2 separate regions of the Anas platyrhynchos genome follow, and region 2 is linked to region 1. The links are chromatin contacts, called in public Hi-C maps. All regions are on one chromosome and are shown on one strand. Each heading gives the region's core, a stretch centred on a gene start, on an enhancer-like site or on the middle of the called end of the contact. The rest is flanking DNA. Distances are from core to core; before and after follow the strand shown. Region 1 has its middle 16 kb from the start of JCAD. Region 2 overlaps LOC140001624 (a long non-coding RNA gene).

Region 1 (3,496 bases), core at 624-3,123:
CAAACCCTTCTCTTTTTCCGCTTTTAAGCCAGAAAACCGTGACATGAAGACAGCTCATGAGGGAGCCTGCAGTTTGGCTCCTTAAACCTTGCTGGGAGGGCTTAACTAACGCGATGTGGCAGCGGCACGCGTGCGGTGCAGGACCCCTGCTTCTGGGCCAGCTGCCCTGTGTGGGCTTCCTCACTGCCCTGGCTAAGGCACCTTTTTCAGTTCAATCCTTTCTAAGCTATGTGCCTGTAGGGCCCGGCCTGGAAAAGATGCATGACTGACCTTCTGTGAAGCTGATCTCAGCCTCCTCCTAGCCCAGCTCGGTGCCATTCCCGCGTACGGGTGAGCAGCAGTTGCCTGCATGAGGAAAAGCAGGTGGTGGCCCGGTGCAGAAGATAGGCACTGCCCAGGATTTCCACAACATCCCAGGTTCAACTGCAGCCCCTTTTGCTCTGCGGAGCAAAACTCTGAATGACTTCAGTCACTTCCCTTGGAAAATAATTGCTTTCCTGGTGCAGCCTTGAACATCCAAGCAAAGCGAGATCTCCTGCTCGCTGCCAGCCCCGGTGAGGGAGTGGCAGGGACGGAAAGCTGAGCCGTGGTGAGCTCAGCATGACTAATGCCTATCAGATCTACTTCCCATCGCTGCGGTGCGACAAGATGCAAACCTGAAAAAAAAAAAAAAAATGCGCTAAAGCTGGTGAAACCTGTCCTCGGTTTGCCAGTTAGATTCACAGAAAGCAGGGCTGGAGGAGGCTGTTGTAAACATTTACTCTGACTTCACATGCCGCTTGGGCTGGAGTTTCCCTGAATTAGTTTGCCTTTGAACTGGAGTATTTCTGTTTAAAAATGCATTATAGGAAAATCTCTGCGTTTTGAAAACCCACCCCAGCCTATGCTAAACCGTTCTCATGTTTAGTTAACCTCAGCTCCTAAAGCATCTTCCTTTTGATCTAAAATCCCTCTCCCTCAGCATCCAGCTCCAGATTTGGCCACACTCATGCTCCAGGCTCCCCGGTCACCTCTTTATTCTGTTTATCATCGTGTGTGGTAGGAGTCGCGTTGCCCTCCTCTGGATATCCACACTGTGGATGTCTCCAGCGGAGCAGGTCACGGGCTCCACACTCGGGCAAGGAATCGGGTGTTTTGAGGGCACTTGTTCCTTCTCACTGACTTTAAAGGCAGCCTAAATATATCTCTGTTTGGTCAGATGAGACCCACCCGAGCGATCCCAGCCCTCTTCGCTCGGCTCTCACAAACTACAAAAACACACCGAGATCCTCAAAACTACTTCACCAAGTGGCGTCATATCTCCTTCCAGTTACACCCATCATCCTCCCTCGGACCTTACAGCTTCCCAAACCCTTCCCTTGTTTTTCCTGCAAGCATGTGGAAAGCCCTGACAACAATACCTTGCCCTTCCCAGCTGCAGATTAGGGCTACCTAAATGGTAAAACAATGTTCGGGACACGGTTCATTCTTCCAGGGGTTATTTTTACTGCCTTGTTTGTGTCCGTGGAGAGCTCCGGGGTCCATTTGAACTCCACGTTGGCCAAAAGCCACCACCTGGAGAAGCACGACCTGCTCCCGGGGCTCATCCCCCATCACCAGGCTGCATCGCTGCTGCTCAGCTGCCCAGGTGCCTCGTCCAACACACCGTGACGGGCCTCGGAAATGAAACCCAAAGGGAGACTGTGCTGACTCGAGACCAGAACTGGGTTTCCCCAGCTCTCAGAGAGGAAAATCTGCTGGGAGAGCCCCAGGCAGAGGCGGGCTGTTGACGGAGGGTTTCTGCAGGAAGACGCTGCCTTCCTGCCCGCGGGGCTGTGCACAGCTGGCTTCCTCCTCTCCCCGGGGCAGATGTGGGTGTCTGCAGCTGCAGGGACACCAGCGCTGCTTCCTGCCGCTGGGGACAGCTACGTGGATGGCTGGCTGAGCCCGTGCCTCCTCCCCTGCTTCCCCCAGACCCTCAGCCACTTCCCTTCTCTGTTCTATTCCAGGTTTTCCTCTCAGAGAGGCTTTTTCCTGGCCGTCCTTTGTGTATGCTCTCAGCTCAACAGAAAGCTCCTGTTCCCTCCCAGGCCTTTCTCTAGGGCACTGTGGACAAGCAGCCACCAAGCTGACCAAGACAAGAGGATCCCGTTCTGTTCCTCATCAGCTCTTGGGGCATTTTGCTGCTTCTGCAAATTCGGAGCAGTCCTTGCTTGCAGCAGGGTCATGGATGGGTCTCTGCTCTGTCCCCGGTGTGCCTGGTGTTCCTCAGAAGAGGAAGAAAAGGTTTCCTCTTCTTTCCCAAGCCAGGGTGCCTGGCTACACCTTATCCCAGCCTCTGTGCATACTGGTGGTGCAGGAATTGCCACTGCCACCGGGTGGGCAAGCAACAGGCAGAACGAGAGGAAACAAAAAAGAGATGAAAGCTCAGCAAGTGGATGGTTTGCATGTTTGGAAAGATCACACAGAAAGACTGGTGATGCCAAAGTGCTCCAGGTGGCATCAGGTGCCTCAGAGTGAGCAGCACAGATCCAAATTGGAGCCACCTGCCTTTGAGACCTAGAAAGCCAGCCCTGATCCCCCAATCCTGTCCCCACGAGCCCTGTTCTACCACATCCTGTCACCTCCAGCCCTCTCGCCTCCAGCCCTAGCGTCCAGCACTGCCATTCCCCTCAATGTTCATAAAACCTGCCTCTGAAGGCTGTTAGGTGTTCCCATGTAAATACATAAAACACGAAGTACAGCCACGGGGTTTGAGCCGAGCTTCTTGTAGCTCCCTGGGTCGGTGGTGGAACAATCCTGGGGAGAGGTGAGGATGAGCAGGTGGGGACCAAAGTCTGTTTGCAAATCTGAATTGCTTCAAAATTACAGTGGGATATATACATAAATACAACAGAAAGTCATTGCCATACAACTGCCGATTATTATCATTTTTTCTTTCTTGCCTGGTTTTGACAGACACCTGTGCTTCTGGTGAACTTTTCCCCATTAGTTTTGCCACCTTTATCATCCCGCACTGCCTCTCCCTCAGCTGATGGCAGTGAAGTGTTTCCGAACCTGCTTCACCTGCACAGAGAAGCTCCACCAGCACAACAAAGCAGTAAAACGTGGGGCTGGGGAAATGCATTCCTCTGGCTGCCTTCTCAGAGCACAGAGCTCCTGGGTTTGAACCTTTAGTCCTCCAGTCATTTCCTGGTGTGTGTAATTACAACTGTTCCTGAAATACAAGGCAAAACAAAAGAAGGATGATTTCTGCCAAGTAAATCACATTGTTATGTCAGTTACGCATGTCTGCCTCAAAGAGGGCCATTAGGGCTTGATGTGGGTTCCTATAAAGCTGTCACACCTCCCCAAATAACTGGGAAGAGAGCAGAATCCAAACCGAGAGCACCACCAGCTCGATCACACTGCTTCTATTTGTGCCCATCCCTGTGAGTCCGTCACAAAACAAGATGACTGCAGGTAAGGCAGCCTCTGTGTGCCAGTCCTGCTGGTTTGTGGCTGTTCCCTGCACACC
Region 2 (3,474 bases), core at 266-2,765, 70 kb after region 1:
AAATGAGCTTTTTAATTGTTGGCCTTTTGAATGTTTCCTGTAAAGCTGTCCTTTTGCAGGACGCTGATATTTTCTTGGTTAAGGATCAAACACCCCCCTAATTTCATGCCCCGGGCAATAAGTCACGATGCTGCAGTCCTAATTTACTGGAATGAGATTTACTTACAGGTGTCGACCACGGAGTTTAAACTTGTATTCTTCTGCACAGTCCCAGTAAAGAATGAAGCTGGAGATTTCATGAGATGATTATGCCATTGAATCCCTTAGAAAAGTTGGGAAATTGTGACTTCATGTTTTCATTCAAACTTGCATGAAAAAGTGTTCACTCTGCCTCCCCCTGGGAGCTAAACGAAAGCTGTTTACCATCAACTCTATTTTTAAAGGAAAAAATGTTTGAAACAAAGAAAAAGGGAAATCCTGATATCAATAGCAAAGCCCCAAACCACAATGCTACCTCCCACCCATGCTGAAAATATGTTTGCAATATGGCTTGCAGAGCTGCTCAGCAGGGAGAGGGTGAAGGGAACTTAAGTTAGAACTGACTGACACATGGCTGAGATTAGAAATAAAAATGAAGTTTCCCAGCCAGGAGAAACCACAATAACATACAGATTATAAAACGAAGGAGGAACTTTCCACCGCGAGCAGCAGCAATCTCAGCCTTCCTTCCAGAGCTGGACTGGCAGAGAAAATAATCAGAACTATTCCAAAAGCTGTTCCTAACCTGTAAGGAAAACAGGCAGAGTACCCTTGTGCCTTTTTCCTTACACACTGCGGATAACTCTCCATACTGACTTTCAAGCTGCTGTGGCCTATCTCCAAAACTAATACCAGCTCATTTCCACAGCTTTCTGCTCTAGGTAGCCCAAGGGCAGAGAGCTGGAGGGATAAAAAGAAAACGGGGGCAAGCAGTTTCAATAGTGTTTATATTATGTCAGCAGATGAATGCATTTTAAGAATTTTCTTTGTATTTTTTTTCTGTACAATGCAAATACCGTGCTTCTGTGCTTACCTGTAAACTGGAGGGGTGCTGCTGTCCCACAGGAGACATTCTCCAAATAAAGATTTTGCATGGATACGCTCCTCTGTGATGTTGATGTTGTTACAGAGCAAAACCAAGCGTGTGCTCTGATGTCTGCATCGCCTTGAGAGGGATAAATGTATTGGTGAAGTGATAAAAGGCTGCAGGTATTCTCCAGGGGGCTGCTGCTTCCCTACATTAAAACCTGACATTGTGGCTGGCTTGTTACAGCAGCAGGTACAGAAATTGTCATTAACTTTCACACATTTACTTGTAAAAAAAAATTGCTTTCCCCATCCACACTTGCTCAGATCTTCATAAACCCTAGGTCACACGTTTCCAGGTTGTGCTCTGTGTTTGCTACCTTTAGGGTACGTTCTGCCTCTGTGTGATTGTCGGTTCCTCCTTTACTGGCAAGCAGCCCATTTGCACTGGGTAAACCTACCGTGTCACAGCATTTTCCACTCCACATCAGAGCATTTCCCACTCCCTTTGCACAACTTGATACGGCGCTGGGGTAGTTTACTTTGGCTGTGCTGCAGTAACGAATGGCATGCTCTGTATCTGTGCTGATAAGACTTCAAGAGAGCTAAGCTATCATTTTAATATTAAAAAACAAAACAAATGAAACCCCCACCTATCCTTTTCAGGCAAAAGTGCAGGCTGCTCATGGTTAGAACGTGCAGGTCTGTCTTTTGTCAAAGGCTCAGGAACAGGTTAGCCCTTACTGTCATACTCACACATAGGCTGTGGATGAACGCTGGATTCATCCTGGTGCTCCTCACCTGTCACAAATCGACCTGTGGAACAAGACAAGACAGCACTGGGGAGGCTGCACGTGGAAATCACTGTGGCAGTTTTACTCTCCTCTTCTTTCCATCATCCAGACACTCTGAACTCACTATACCTTCCCCCTCCCTACCTCCTTTAAGTATTAAAACTTTTAGTCTGGCAATAATCCCAGCTTCCACCCATTTTTAGCCTAGAAATCAATTTATTTATTTATTTTTCCTCTGTGGGTAGGAAAGGGCAGGCATTCAGTTCTATCCACTTGCTGTTATTTTTGCTGGTGGTGTTCCTCCCCTTCATCTTAGTGTTGGTCCTTGCATCACTGCATACATACAGTTTAAGACTTTTTTTTTTTTTTTTCTAGAAGCAGCAGAATTGTCCCATTTGCTACAGGTACAAGAGCAGAGACCTTTCTGTGCTTGCTCCCACCCACCAGCACCCGCTCCCTGCAAAGAGGAGGGCAGCAGTATCGAGGCTGATGTTGGCCCACGCTGGCAGGGAGCAGCCTGTTGCTTCCAGCCCTGGATGTCAGCCAGCCAGCAATCCTGACACGCTTCAGGCTGGCAGATGCCCTGCTGTCTGCCACCATGCAGGGACAGAGGCTGGCCAACAGAGCTCACGCTCCCTCCGAGGAAATCTGTCGGCACTCACAACAACCCTGCAAATCAGTGGATGTGAGTGGATGCTGCTCAGCCCTCACTCAGAAGCTTTTTTTGCTAAGGCAGCCAGAAACCTGCTGAAGGGCTCTGCGCCTCCTCTCCAGCACCAGTTTGGGAGCTGCCAGGTCATTCACCCTTGTCCACAGAGCCCTGACCCTTTGCTAATTAAATAAAACCCCTTGCTCTTATCTTACACAACACACACCTCATCTTCTTTATCTCTCTCACTGAACTCTCACAGCCCTAGAGCATGTTTGACCTTTGCAGGGTAATGGTGGTGTGCATGCCCAAATTCAGTTAAAGTTGCATGCTCTCTCCCTGTTCTGCTTTGAATCTTGTCAGGTGCAAAGAAAAACAGCCCCTGGGAATCCCCTTGCACTGCTCATGCAGGAGTGGCACACCTTGGGGAAATGATGCAGAAAGGAAAGGGGCTGATAGGAAGCCAACTCCCTTAATTTACCCCTAGAAATAAGAGCATTTCTTGCACAGATAAGCAAGATCAAGGCAAATGTTTACCAAAAAAAAATAATAAAAAAAATAAAACAAACAAACAACAACAAAATCACTTTAGAATCACTTTAGATCCCTTTGAGGAGCTACACTGCATCTGAGCTCTGCAGCACTGTAGTTAAAGAGTAAACTGTATCTTTCTTTATCATTGCTTTAACAGCCAAACTTTAGGAAGGACTGGGTGGACACTTGTTGCCCTAACTGGTGAGCTTCAGCCTCTCTCACCCCTTTGCTACCCTATTTAGCCTGCAGAGTATTTAGGCGCTGCTGCCCTAGGTACTGCCTTCAGCCTCAGTTTCACTACAGCAACAACCGGCAACCTGAAACCCACTGAGCAAACAGCACGGTGACCTAGCCAGCTCATCATTTGAAGTGGCAGGGTTATGACATTTTGTGGGCAGGAAGGCTTGTCATTTGTCCCAGTTTCTCGTTATTATTGCAGCACAGCATTTAGAGTATAAAGGAAGTCCTCTGCTCTCCCAGCGGTGGGTCACG

What was found. Hi-C and Micro-C count contacts between places; a contact is called where the count stands out from the background.
Region 2: a Hi-C map of liver shows a contact between it and region 1, with 4 times the contacts expected there. The contact joins two enhancer-like sites. A contact is called at or near these places in 4 of 8 Hi-C or Micro-C datasets (F5 follicle, liver, skeletal muscle and 1 more).

The regions. Positions count from the first base shown.
Region 1 is chr2:143,607,753-143,611,248 of IASCAAS_PekinDuck_T2T, forward strand. No RefSeq gene overlaps it. Among named protein-coding and RNA genes, the nearest start is that of JCAD, 16 kb to the right of the region's middle. Within about 2 kb of position 1,874, at least 1 of the 8 cell types and tissues checked has an H3K27ac peak or open chromatin away from gene starts, as enhancers often do.
Region 2 is chr2:143,678,151-143,681,624 of IASCAAS_PekinDuck_T2T, forward strand. LOC140001624 (a long non-coding RNA gene) reads right to left here. Exons shown (of 5, transcript XR_011807067.1): 2 at 1,762-1,821; 3 at 1,013-1,144; 4 at 167-262. Among named protein-coding and RNA genes, the nearest start is that of JCAD, 54 kb to the left of the region's middle. Within about 2 kb of position 1,516, at least 4 of the 8 cell types and tissues checked have an H3K27ac peak or open chromatin away from gene starts, as enhancers often do.